Linked DNA regions of Mus musculus: regions 2, 3 and 4 are each linked to region 1. The links are chromatin contacts, called in public Hi-C and promoter capture Hi-C maps. All regions are on one chromosome and are shown on one strand. Each heading gives the region's core, a stretch centred on a gene start, on an enhancer-like site or on the middle of the called end of the contact. The rest is flanking DNA. Distances are from core to core; before and after follow the strand shown.

Region 1 (3,305 bases), core at 556-3,055:
TGTAGCACTAGCTAGCTGGTCTGGAGCTTTTAAGGAAAAAAAATGTAACAAAACACACACCACACACTCACACTATCAACTAAACCTGGGCATCTGGGCACACTTGTGAAGGGTTTTCTTGGTTGGATTCTGTGACGTGAGAAGATTTACCTTAAATCTGCATCTTTTGTAATCAGAAGACCCACACCCTAAAAGCCCCGGAGTGGTTTTTGGAAGGCAAGGGCAGCTGGATCTCTTGACTTCAAGGCCAGCCTGGTCTACAAATCAGGTTCCAGGAAGCCAGGATTACTACACATAGAAATACTGGCGCACGCCTTTAATCCCAGCACTCGGGAGGCAGAGGCAGGCAGATTTCTGAGTTCGAGGACAGCCAGGGCTACACAGAGAAACCCTGTCTCGAAAAAAACAAAAAAACAAAAAAAAAAAGAAAAAAAGAAAAAGAAAAGAAATACTCTCTCTAAAAATAAAAAGGCCCATCCAATATCTGGGCCACACCTGGTGACAGCATACCTAAAATGACACAGAAGGAAGCCTTTTGTGCGTTTGCCTGCCTGTCCTCACTCTCACTGGCAAGTCCATCTATCATCCTGCTGCTGAGGCAGCAATTAATGTATTAGAACCTGTTTCTTCAGGACTCCCAACATTTAATGAAAACCTGCTAAGACATCCAGCCTTGTGGGCTGAACCACCATCTGCTTGGCGTTTTTATTGGAAGACAGCCACTGTTGAGCTAGCCAGACAACAGCCTGTATGCTAAACTTAGTAAATCCTGTGTGTGTGTCTTTATCAGTTTTGTTTCTCTAGAAAGCCCCAGGATTCTCACTCAGTGAAGGCTACATTTGGAGTTGGCAAAGGAGGGAGGGATTTGAGGCTTCAAGTCTTCAACACCTTCAATTGCAGATCTCTATAGTATATTTCCTAATAGATTATAAAAGTATTAATTTTATATACTCTGCCTGGCATTAAATTTTTAACATCCAGTAAGCCTCGAAAAAGTGACTTATTTATTCTGGTCCAGGTTTACTGTGTCCTGGAAGCCCAGGATAAAAGTGCTGGTGGTGAAACAAGTTATCAGCACTAAGCTATCAAAGTCGAGGAGGGACTGGCAATGTGGATCATTTACTAGCAAGGTAGTCCTTGTTCTACACTCAGAAGGCTTTAGGTTCAGTCCCAGCACCACGTGAACCCAGAATTCAAGGCCAGCCTGGGCTATGTGAGACCCTCTCAGTTTAAAAAAGAAAAGAAAGTCAAATGGTATGCAGATTGTCAGAATATATCTATCTCTGTCTTTTTAAGTGTATGTGTATGCACATGTGTTCTTAGAAGTCAGAAGAGGGTATCAAAGTCGCTAAGCTGGAGTTAAAGGTGGTGACTGTCTCATGTAGCTGCTAAGAAACAAGCTTGGGTCCGCTGCGGAATGAGTTACTCTCTAAGCCTTTGCTCCTGTCCTCCACCTGACTTTTAAGGGGCTCTCTCCTGTAGTTTGGTTTGCTCATACCTTACTTCCTCCAGATGCACAATTCACAGTAGGTTTAACCCTGAGTGACCAAAAACAAAACAAAAAAACCCAAAAAAGTCTATACATAAACTCTGGGGGTAAAGGGAGAGAGGGAGGGGTTAGCTCCTCAAGCCAAAACAACCAGAGGGTGGGTGCGACTACATTGCGCATGGGCAAAAGCTTCATGGCGTATGCTTTTGGCGCGAAAAGTGCGTGCGGTGGGCGGGGCTCTGTACGGAACCGCCATTGATTGGACGGGTTTGGCGCGAAGTAGCTCAGCTCCTACCCTGTTATTGGCTGAGGTGAGAGGGCGGGGCTAGCCGGAGGCGCGCGCGAAGTGGCAGCGCGGAAGGAGCTACGCGTGGAACCTGCGGCCGGGCTATCTGCAGCTGCGGACTCTCCTCCGCGGTGGTCTTCCCTCAGCAGCGCGTACTCTCGGCGCCGCCATGGACCTCGCAGCGGCCGCGGAGCCCGGCGCCGGAAGCCAGCACCCGGAGGTGCGCGACGAGGTGGCCGAGAAATGCCAGAAGCTGTTCCTAGACTTCCTGGAAGAGTGAGTGGCCTCCGGGGGCTCGCGGGCCGGGCGGAGACCGGGGCCATGTGTGCTCCGGAAGGGATGGGCCCCGGCCCGGCGGGAATCCGAAGCCTCCTCGACTCCTTTCTTCACCGCAGCGCTCCCTTGTGTCATACTGTGCTGCTTTTTCATTACGTTTCTAAAACAGGGTTTCGAACTCGCTGTGTAGCCAAAGATGATTTTGAACTTGTAATCCTCCAGCCTCCGCTTAGCTTGTGCTGGAATGACAGATGTGCACCGCCATGACTAGTTGGGGCGATGCTGGGAATGAATCCCAGCAGGACTCACGTCGCAACCCAGTGAGGCCAGAGTTTGGTTTTTTGGGAGGTGGGGGGGGGGGGGGGGGGCGTTACCTCTTGAGTAGGGTTGGGCACACAGCCCAGAACCAGGAGCTTGCAATGCAAGCAAACCTGGGCCAGCTCGTTCTAACAGGAATCTATGGCTTGATGACTGTTCAGTGAAATGAGTTCTGCCCTATATAATGAAAGAATTGTTCTAGACATCTAGCTGCCTCCTTCCCATCCCTCCCTCCGCTTCTAGCACCTAGCAGCAACCACATACCAGTGTGCTCCTTACTCTTCCGCCTCCAATAGTAAACAATTCTTTTCTTTTTCTTTTTAAAGATTATGTCAGTATATAACAAAAACTTAAGAGTTTTGACCTTTTGGGAGTGTACAACAAGCATCTTGAGGTGCATTCAACTTGTACAATGATCCCTGTTTGAAACTCTTCCAACTCTACCTACTAAATAGTTAGAGCCTCTCTAACTCTCCTAGCCTCCTGACACCTGCCACACTTCTAACATTGAACTGGATCACTATAGGTGCCTCCGATAAGTGTGTGTGGCTAATTTTGCTAGACATGCAGCTTATTGTAATCAAGGGTTTGCCTTTTAAGGCAGAATAAAATGACATGGCACGCGTATACTGGTTACCACATATTGCTGATCTAGTCGTCCTTTTGGCTCTACAGCTATCTTTTGAAGTTCTGCTATACTTAAAACTGTAAGCAGGCCAGTGTTGGGCACAAGCCAGCGGTAGACGGATCCTATGAGTTCAAGGCCAGCCTGGTCTACAAAGTGAGTTCCAGGACAGAGCTCAGGGCTACATAGAAAGTCTGGTGCTGAAAAACAAAACAAACAAAAATAACCCTCTGGAATTTAAATTCTATGTTCCAACCTTTGTAATGTTTTTGGCAGTCGGTACAGCTGCTTGTCCTTCAAAACCCAAGTCT
Region 2 (3,305 bases), core at 398-2,897, 640 kb before region 1:
GCTGGGTGTGGCCATACATGCACCTCTTATCCCAGCACTGTTGGGAGTAGAGACTGGAAACTCTGGGGCTTGCTAGATGTCAGTCTAGCTCCAGGTTCAGTGATGCTTGCTTCCTCTGGCCTCCAGGGCATGCATCTCTCTACTGCTCCCCCTCCCTCTTCCCCTCCCCCTTCCCCTCCCTCTCCCTCACTTCCTCTCCCCTTCCCCCTCCCCCTCTCCCTCTCCCTCTCTCTCTCTCTCTCCCTCTACCTCTCTCTCTCTCCCCTCCCCCTCCCCCCCTCTCTCTCACACACACACACACACACACACACACTTGGTCTCTAATATCTTCCCATGACCCATAACTTTCTTCTTAAGTCACGAATTCCAACTTAACCACAAAACAGAACAGAACCTAAGTGCCTCCTGGTCACAGGCTTCAAACAGGCATTTTCTCCCACCAGAGCATAAATGGTCTCCTGTGGGAGGTAGCTTGGGGTTCCCTCCATCTCTACATGTACTCTCACCAATTATACACACACACACACACACACACACACACACACACACACACACACACTCAATGCCAGATAGTCCCACTATGTTCATGTCAGTACTAGAGAAGAACTTAAACAGAAGAGGAATTACATATATACATGCTTCCATTCTAAAACATCTATTTAGAACTCCTTTACAAAGTCCTTAATGTAGCCCACGGTAACCATGATGTCAAGCTGCATTTCATGAAGTCTTCACTTGGGAGCCTGTAGCACAAGACTGAGATCTTTGTTTGGAGACTTTTAGTTTGCTAGGCTGACATAACAATATCCCCATAGAACATTATCTACCTATTCTGAAGGCTACAAGTCTAAGATTTAAGTATCCATGGAATTGGCTTCTTCAGAGGTCTTTTTCTTAAATCTAAATGGTTGCTTTCATGTAGTGTGTGTGTGTGTGTGTGTGTGTGTGTGTGTGTGTGTGTGTATGTATACAAGCCAGGGGTCAACTTCAGGTGAACCCATCCACCTTATGTTGAGACATAGCCTTTGTCTTTTTACTTGCATCTCACCAAACTGGGTACTGTTATTGACCAGGAAGCCTCAAGAAATCTTCAAGTCTCTACCTCCTCAGAGCTAAGATTTAAAACCCTGTTTTTTAAAAAAAAATCTGGGCTACAAGGGATCCAACTCTGATTCTCATGAAGGGGCAAACGAGAACACAGGCTGGGAGACAGACAAGACTGTATAAGCATGGGGAGAGAACAATCAAGAGCTGGGTTATGATCACTGGGTCATTTAGAAGTAGGACAGTGCCCAGTGTCCTAATCATAACCAACCCAATACACTAGAAAGATCCTGTGCCCAAATATAATTGCATCTTGAGGAAATGGTGCTCCAGTACGTAAACCAGGCAGAACTAATTGAGCTCCAGCCAGGTCCTGCAGTACAGTTTGACAGCTGAGTCTCACAAGGACATTCTACATGGTTAGAATCTATGTGCTCTTTTCTACCTTGGAGATGCACAGTGACAGGCATGGAGAGCTACCACCCAGGAGAAGAAGCACAGATATCTACAAAAGAAACACAGGGGCTTGATGGAGACACTGGGGAAAGTCTGGCCTCTGGCAGAGTATTTATGGAAGTTGGCAGCTCGGCTCCTTTTGAAGAAGCAGATGGAAGGTGCCAACGCCTGTAGAGGAAGCACTGAGAAGAACTGTAGAGTTCCTGTATGCCTTGGATGGGAAAGCCAGCCAGAAAAGCAAACAAGAAATGAAAGTAAATCTGAGGGTGATGATTAATATTGATTTGCCCCTTGACAGGATCTATAGGCACATAGGAGACAAACTTCTGGGCATATCTGTGAGGCAGTTTCTAGTCTGGGTTGACTGGATCAGGAAGATCTACAACATTGTGGGAAGCCCCACCCCATAGGAGTGGATCCTGACCAGAGGAAAACCTTGGAAGCTGAGCTGAGCACCGGCATCTCTCCACTTCCTGACTGTGAATGCAGTGTGACCAGCTGCCTCAAGCTAGTGACTTCCCCACAGGGAGGGCGTGGCCCCGTGAGGCTGTGAGGAGGATATGCCTTTCCTTCCTTAAGGTCATTTTCTCAGGAATTTTGACCCAGTGTGGGGAAAGTAATTGATTCAATGAAGATCCTGAATGGAAACCTGAAATTAGCATGAAAGCCATGGCAGTTAGGGTGGCCACATTGGTGAGGCCTGTGGCATCTTAGGCCATTGCTGGAGTGGTAGTGACATTGTAAATAGCTCTTTAGAGACTTCTGGAGTATAGGGCTTCTGACTATGTCCTCTGCCCCATGGTCAGGCTCTGTGTGGTTTGGATTACTGTATTGTATTCATTCAGGAGCTTGGAAAGACTGAAACAGCCCATTAAAACAAAATGACACGAATTCCACAAGTGAGAATCTGTTTTTAATGTGAACTGGTTGCTGATATTTTTACACAAGGAACTTGCATATAAAATCTACAGTTCCATTTCTCTAGAGAAATGTGAAGAACTTATAACGAAGCATGGCAGTGGTTGGCCAGAGCTAAGGCACCATCTCTTTGCGGGGAATCACATGTTCTCCATCCCACCATCCTCCTTCCTCATTTAAGTTCCTGCATGGGACAGCAGAAATTTTAGCCCTGGGTCCCTAAGCTCTGCACTTAATGCACCGAATTGTGGGAACCCTGTGGGGTGGTATCTGGTTTAACATTTATCACCATAGTGGCAGATGATACAATTGTCAACCCTGCCATTGTTGAGGATCTGTTGTCACTGAAGATTCCATGTGATATAATTCCCACTGTGGGAGACAAGATATGCACAGATCTTCATTGCAGAAGCCTAAAAGCAGTGGGAAGATTGGCATCCATTCATTTTGTAAGACACTGCAAAATTTTGAGATGACAGTGATTGATGGGATACGGGAGCAGAGGTTCCATAAAGAGGATAGGGGATCATAAACAGGAGTTTTATTGCTCATTGTCACACAGGGTATGAAAGTCTCAGCCTATAGCCACAGATATGAGACAGAGAGCTAGGTCACCTGAGCTTCAGTTACAAAGTGCTGAGATAATCCCATGTGTGGTGTGGGGTAGGGTATCCATTTATGTTTGCATGTGAGTATGTGAGTATTGGTGGCATATGCCTGTGCCACTAAACGCATGCAGAGGCTGAAGGACAAACTCATGTGTCAATCCTCTCCTTATACCTCATTTGAGACAGTCTCTTATTGTTCACTGCTGCATATCTCAAGGTAGATGACCCTTGAGCTTCCAGGAAGTCTCTGTCTCCAGTTCCCACCTTACCACACAAGCA
Region 3 (3,305 bases), core at 358-2,857, 590 kb after region 1:
AAGCAAGACTCAATTCATACCATTTGAAACAAAGAACCCTACACAATTAAATGTATCCTTCCCAAGGACTACACTTGCCCAAACAAACTATTCTGTTTTGAGTACTTAAATTATTCTAATATAAATCACCCCAACTGCAAATTTTACATGAGCAAAACACTATCGCTTTTTGAGTTAAGAAACATTTTGTTTGTTTCTCCGCCAGGCTTGGTGGCACATTACTTAATCCCAAGCACTGGGGAGTCAGAGGTAGTAGATATCTCTTTTGAGTTCAAGGCCAGCCTGGTCTACATATTTAGGTCCAGGACAGCCAGACTTACAAGTGAGACCCTGTCTCAAAACAAAACAACACCCCCCTCCCCAACAAATCCAACAACAAAAGGCTAACACTGTGCTTTACAGCTTAATTAATAAAATTCTCTCTCACACACACTCCTCTGCACGAGGCAAAACGTTTATTGCATAACTCACATTTATAGTAAACGTAGAACGCTCAATTTATAAGTAAAAACAACGATCAACTAACTTGTTTTCGCATTATCTACTCATTTTAACATTCGGCGTCTAAAACAATAAAACAGTACTTACATTTCTGTTGAATTTGGTGAAGGAATGGTGCATATAAAACCTGTGCATATAAACAATCGCAGTGTTTATTGTAAGCTGAGAGCTGGGATGCAACGTTTAGAAAATAATCTAAGCAAAATGTTTCCAAAAACTAAATCAATTTGAATGGAAAAATCCCCTTTCCATTTACTCAAATCCAATCCTCAACCTGAAAGTATGCAGAAAGTCTGCGGGGAGAAGAGAAATCAGTCTGGATGCCAAATTATTCTAATACGCTACGTAGGGAGAGCCCAGGAATTATTTGCAATTAGGTTACAGCTTAGTACAGTAGAAATAAAGTAGTCGAAAGGCGCGCGCCACACACCCAAAGAACATGAAACATCTACGTGCGTTCCCCCGGCGCAACAGAGCCGCCCTGGAGCCGGCACGGAAGCCTCGGAAAACACTTTCCGTGGAACATCTGCGACCTCTCTACGTCTCAAGGCCTTTTCTGACTTCCGAAAGTGGAAGGGGCCGCCCCTTGGCTTTGCTCATCCCGGATTCCTCCTCTCTCGCCAGGGAAGCACTGCTATTCCCTCCCGCATCACGCGCTCCCAAACACAGGTTATACAACGCGGGCTCCCGGCCCGCCTTCCCCGGCACATCTCCTCTTTCTCCGGCTCGCCACGGCAGCTCGGGCCCTAGCTTTCTCTGTGTCTTTCCCGAGATCAAAAGACGGCAAAGGGAGCGGCGCCATGTTCCCGGGACACTAGGCCCGGTCACCCGGCGAGCGCGACCAGGGCGTGTGGGACGCAGGGCCGCAACTAGAAAAAGGATACACATTGAGACGTTGCCCCATGTCCTGGATGAGGTTGGCCGCCTGCTGGCGATGCGACAGCTCTTCATCCGCTTCCACTCCGCAGCGGCGGCTCGGCGTGTTCTCCAGCTGTTCCCGAGTAAAGAACCAGCGAGAAGAAGCTCCACGGCCCGACGCCATGACACTTCCTCCTCCGCCCGCGCCCTGAGCCCGCCCCCTCCCCGCCTGCCTCCGGGACTCCGCGCCAATGTGTCGAGGCCCCGCCCCAATGTGCTCTCCGTAGGGTGGGCCACGCCTTTTCCGGGCCTGCTGCTACCCACGCGCACGCGCAGGGACCCGCCCTGCCGGCTCGCGCTGGTCTTTTGCTTTCTCTTTCCGGCCTCCCTCCCCTTTCTCTCTCTCGGACCCGCGGGACCACAATGCTCTGCGCCTCTTGTCATTGGGAGACGCCGTAAAGTGGGGGTCACTCGGAAAGAAAAGGTCGACGCGGTGCATGCTGGATCTGGGAGGGGCTAAGGGGAAGGGGCGGGGCGAACAGGGAAGAGGTCCTGAGGCTGCCTAATAGGGCTTGGACGTTAGCTTTCAACTAAACGGTTTATTTTGTGGTCTGTGAGTTTGCGGGTGCGTTAAAGTCAGAAAAGGCTTTTCTAGTCTCGGCTTCGTGCTGTAGCTTCCATTTTCTTACATGTTGGTGGGTGTATTTTCTTAGCTTTGTTGACTCCTGTGTCCACGAATGGCTACCCTCCGGAGGAGTTAGCTAGGAAAGAACGCTAATTCTAGCAGTGAACTAACAGTGTCTTCTGGGTTTTTTGGTTTTGTTTTTTAAATCGCTAGTAGATGTTGGGGAGCATGCGCCTTTAAAACGTTACTTTAAACCTAAAGCCACTCAAGGGGTATGGGTTGTTTTAAAACGATGTGCCATGTGTCCCAGACTGGCTTTGTGTTCACTCTTGTAGCCAAGAATGACCTTGGATTTACTGTCCTCTTGCTTCCCCCTCGGAAGTGCTGGGATTACAAGGCCAGTGGCATCACTCTGCAGATATCTTTCTTATTAAGTTACCTGTCAAACAATATGAAGTTAATAATTGGAGGTCATGACTCTCTAGGCCTTCCATCCAGATGGGGTGTATGGTTTTGAAGGTCTGTGTGGTTTCTGCGGGTTGAGATTGGGGGATGGTTGGGGAGAAGCAGAACGCTGTAACTCAGGTTGTCCAGAAACAAAGTGCAGGGATTATAGGCTGGTGTGCCGCATCTTGGTTGAAGTGCTGGAGCAGAGGGCCTTAGGCATACTAGGCCAACAGTCTAACAAATGAGTGCAAGAGAAGCTAAGAAAAAAATTGTTTAGGATTTTATAAAGTAAGGTCTCTTATAACTGATGATTTATTTCCATCTTTTTGTAAGGAAGCACCACTCATTTGTTTACATGTTATCTGCCTCTGAGTTAATGCCTATTGTATATGACCAAATTACACTTTAGTTTTTAAGTATTTTCTGAAGACTGCAGTCAGTTATCGAAAACTGGCTTTTAAAAAGCCAACGAGGGCTGTTGAAATGGCCGACCAGCTAAAGGCAACGCTGCCAAGCCGGACAACTTGAGTTCACTCCCCACCTATATGGTAGAGGGAAAGACCCAAATGCTACAAATTGTCCTCTAACCTTCACACGTGCTCAGTGGCACACATGCGTGTGCACACTCATGCACAATAAACAGCTGTAAAGAAAATGACCCTATCTAAAAATTCCTTAAAATGAAAATAAATAAAAGGGCTAGTGTGTTTGTGATTAAAACTTGAGGCTTTCATTTGTCAGGATTTGGGGGTTCCTGCCTCAGCCTACTGCCTGCTCTATTGTGCTATGCTAGTGTTTTGATTATTGTAGGTGGTTATTGTGAACAGCCACCTAAATAATACCTTGTTATAGATATAACAAGATCTCTCATCTT
Region 4 (3,305 bases), core at 474-2,973, 550 kb after region 1:
AAATGTAAATAAATAAAATAACCAATTCGAAGAGTTGTAAACTTTAAGCCAACAAAGTCTATGCCTAATCAGTACTCCACAGCACCACTTTATTTAGTTCTTTTTGCTGCTGTCAGCACATCCCAGATTATGAAATGTGGTGGTTAAATTCATCTGTAAAGAAAGGTCAGTGAGATGGCTCAGCAGGTGCAGTTGCTTGCCACACTGCCTGCATGGTGGACAGAATCTCCACCTCTGTAAGGGTGTGGTGGCAGCCGCCCTCCTCCCCCACAAACCCCCAAATAAACAGAACAAAATAGAAGAGCTGTCTTTAGAGACTGGCTTGAAAGCTTAAAGCAGACCTGGAAAGGTTTAAAATAAGCTTCTTTTAGACTGGAGGCCAAGGATAACTATGCATAAGAAAAGAGGATGGCTTAAAAAAATGTTTTTCTGTATAAAACCCTGGCTATATTTTCTGTATAAAGCCCTGGCTATTCTGGAACTCACTTTATAGATCAGGCCTCAAACAGAGATTCACCTGCCTCCGGAGTCCTGGGAGGGACTAAAGGTGTGCACCACCACACACACCCAGCCAAGTGGATGCCTTTTTATTGAGATAGGCCAAAGGTGGGGTGCTTGAGCAACCTGTACCCAGCCCTACTCAATTCCCAGTATTAAGAATTGATTTCACGAGCCGGGCATGTTGGCGCACGCCTTTAATCCCAGCACTCAGGAGGCAGAGGCAGGCAGATTTTCTGAGTTCGAGGCCAGCCCGGTCTACAAAGTGAGTTCCAGGACAGCCAGAGCTATACAGAGAAACCCTGTCTTGAAAAACCAAAGGAAAAAAAAAAAAAGAAAAAAAAATTGATTTCATATGTCAATGCTAATACAAATTTGTGAGACACACACACATATATATGCTTAAAAAATACATTTTACTATAAAGTGCATAAAATCTACTCTACTTTGTATACTATAACATATACATTATATGTATTTACTAAGCAAACTTCCTAATCCTACTTTATTAAAATCATGAATAGCTTTCATTCTCTTTCAAGTGGAAAGCACTGGAAAACTGGTGAGTATTTAATAAATATTTAAAAGGCAGAGTAAGTCAGATGTAGTGCTGCGTATCTGCACTTGGGGAAGCTGGTTACTAGCTCAAGGCCAGTTCCAAGTGAATTCGAGGCCCACCAGCCTGGGCTACACATTAAAAAAAAAAAAAAAAAAAAGAAGAAGAAAAAAAAAAGGCACAAAATCCCCACCTTTCTCTGTGGTTATTATTGTCAGGTTGAAGTAACATTATAAAGTAAAGCACTGATTCCAGTTGAATCCTTCCTAGAAAAGATAAAAATTAAATCACGGCGGACTTCCCACTTTCCCAAGACCTGTTATTTTGGATTCACATAAACTTAAAACATGTTTCAGCCTTGGATTTGGTTGTCAATAAACAAACTTTATTAATATTCCTTATGTAACGAGAAGCTGAAATTCAATGGCTAATTCATGCCAATATACACATTTTCTTGTTTCATTCAATTATCCACAAGGATTTTTGAGTGTTCAAATTCCACCGTTCATAACAGAATGGTACTCCAGGGACGTTTTCCTAATCAAGAGAAGCTACTTACTACCGGACAGAGCAGGTTACACAAACTACTAAGTCAACTTGTGGGCTGGAGGATTTTAAGTGAGGCTTCCTCTCCAAACTTGAAAACAAAACAAACTACGGAGTTCCCAGATTGACTTGAGATTACGGAATTGCAGTGAAGGATGATGTCAGTTTACACAACTAGAGCTGCTCCGCCATGAAGCACACCTCGAGAAACATACCAGGCAGGAGAGATGGTTATAAACCAGAAAAGGGGACTCACAAAGCACACTTCAAAAACTGAAATAATGGAACACACTCAGAGCTCGTAGTACCAAGATCACCGACTAAGAAGTTTCCCACGAGCACCTGACTTGGCTTCTGTCTAGGCCAAAGCTGCCCTCCAAGTGTCGGTTGGCCTGCATTAATTACAGCTGTGCCTGCACACTTGTCTCAACATCAAGTACTGAGGGAAAACGGGAATGCACTCTGCCTCTGGTCAGTACAGATGTTTCAACCTGCCTACCTCAAACCAACAGGCATGGAATTAAACCCAATCAACTCCCGGTCTTCTAGTGTGGGCTTGGCTGCCTCTTCTCCTGTGAAAATGTGGTGAGTGGGTTCTACTGCCTCCTGGGAAACGCTCCTGCAGGGGAAACTGCTGAGTCTAGAGAAGTGAAGTCAAGGGTCCTTGGTTACTAAGAGCTTCTAGATTTTTCTCAGCAAAAAAATCCTCAGAATCTTCTGGCAAATTACATCTAAGTTTTAAGTACTTGTTGCTTATATAAGATTGAGAACAAGTTAAGAATCACGGATCCAGGCACCGGTGGAGACAGGAGAATTAATTACAGTCAGCCCTTTTCCTTGTTATAGAGGAAGACCATGTCTCATCTCAAAGATTCCAAACCAGAGACTTTTTCTGAGAAGTTATCAAAATAAGCCATCTCCATAATGCAGGAGCCTTAAGTCATCCAACCAACAAATCATGTTGCACCCATGCACTAAATAGGCAGCGGCTTATATAATGCAAATAAAATCAGAATTTAAATCGTAAGAAAATACACTTTCTTGAAACATCTTAAGGCAAGGTATTTGGTGACTAATGACATTTCAAACTGGTTCTCTAAAGTAAATCCTAACCTGTTCTGTTTTTACTTCATAGGGAACAGATAGGTCCAAATGTTTGGGAGTTCTGTATAATTACTATCTGTTGGCACAAAGTGTGCGCTCACGAAACCACCCAGTACCACACGAGACATCTTTAAAGCTGAGTACTTAGTGCTCTGAAGCGTACCCAGGACTGGCACTATAGCCTTCACTGCTACTCCATAGGAGACATGTGGGGCCTTATCTACCAGTGGGCACTGGCACTGAGTTTGTAATGCAGGCCTCCAGAAGGCTCCCACAAAACAAACACTCCTCTGCTTTGGTTCTGAAGACAGCTTGTGTTAGTAGCTAAGGCAGAGATTTAGGAAGCACATACTGATTTTAGAAACTTAGCTGAGAGAGGTAGACAGGAAGCCTCTGATTACAATGTGCTTTTGCAACAAGGTGGCAAACCTAGGGAAACACCTTAAGAATGAGTCACTCTTTTATAGGATGATGTAAAGAGAATGCTTTTTAATCATTTTCAAGTATTAAAAAACTCATCAAAAAATGTTATCACCTTAACAGTACTATGCACATGTGAAATTTCACACCTAAGTTTGATACTATTTTGGTTATTTATGGC

Evidence for each region. Promoter capture Hi-C pulls out the DNA fragments that hold promoters and counts their contacts. A called contact is a pair of places that touch in the nucleus more often than the background predicts.
Region 2: a Hi-C map of cerebellum shows a contact between it and region 1, with 3 times the contacts expected there. The contact joins the enhancer-like site here to the promoter of Mcm6 in region 1. A contact is called at or near these places in 1 of 39 promoter capture datasets (hippocampal neurons), 5 of 484 Hi-C or Micro-C datasets (cerebellar granule neurons, cerebellum, cortical neurons and 1 more) and 2 of 115 datasets of contacts at active chromatin or transcription factors (astrocytes and large pre-B cells).
Region 3: a Hi-C map of CD8 T cells shows a contact between it and region 1, with 2.7 times the contacts expected there. The contact joins the promoter of Ccnt2 here to the promoter of Mcm6 in region 1. A contact is called at or near these places in 11 of 39 promoter capture datasets (the 3T3-L1 cell line, 3T3-L1-derived adipocytes, the C10 cell line and 9 more), 4 of 484 Hi-C or Micro-C datasets (CD8 T cells, muscle stem cells, pre-B cells and 1 more), 6 of 115 datasets of contacts at active chromatin or transcription factors (double positive thymocytes, embryonic stem cells, extraembryonic endoderm stem cells and 1 more) and 3 of 9 other capture datasets (adipose tissue, liver and macrophages).
Region 4: a contact with region 1 is called in a promoter capture Hi-C map of liver, with 2.9 times the contacts expected there. The contact joins the enhancer-like site here to the promoter of Mcm6 in region 1. A contact is called at or near these places in 11 of 39 promoter capture datasets (the 3T3-L1 cell line, 3T3-L1-derived adipocytes, the C10 cell line and 6 more), 1 of 484 Hi-C or Micro-C datasets (CD4 T cells), 4 of 115 datasets of contacts at active chromatin or transcription factors (the 230-238 cell line, the SCID.adh cell line, astrocytes and 1 more) and 2 of 9 other capture datasets (adipose tissue and liver).

What each region holds. Positions count from the first base shown.
Region 1 is chr1:128,358,205-128,361,509 of GRCm38.p6, reverse strand. Mcm6 (minichromosome maintenance complex component 6) reads left to right here and starts at 1,805. Exons shown (of 17, transcript NM_008567.2): 1 at 1,805-2,051. The coding sequence starts at 1,945.
Region 2 is chr1:128,998,658-129,001,962 of GRCm38.p6, reverse strand. No RefSeq gene overlaps it. Among named protein-coding and RNA genes, the nearest start is that of Gm23056, 110 kb to the right of the region's middle. Within about 2 kb of position 1,647, at least 3 of the 459 cell types and tissues checked have an H3K27ac peak or open chromatin away from gene starts, as enhancers often do. A contact at or near this core is called in cerebellum, where this site is marked.
Region 3 is chr1:127,772,466-127,775,770 of GRCm38.p6, reverse strand. Ccnt2 (cyclin T2) reads right to left here and starts at 1,607. Exons shown (of 9, transcript NM_028399.1): 1 at 1,386-1,607; 2 at 589-670. The coding sequence starts at 1,543. 2900009J06Rik (RIKEN cDNA 2900009J06 gene) reads left to right here and starts at 1,717. Exons shown (of 2, transcript NR_045298.1): 1 at 1,717-1,843.
Region 4 is chr1:127,806,174-127,809,478 of GRCm38.p6, reverse strand. No RefSeq gene overlaps it. Among named protein-coding and RNA genes, the nearest start is that of Ccnt2, 34 kb to the right of the region's middle. Within about 2 kb of position 1,723, at least 6 of the 459 cell types and tissues checked have an H3K27ac peak or open chromatin away from gene starts, as enhancers often do.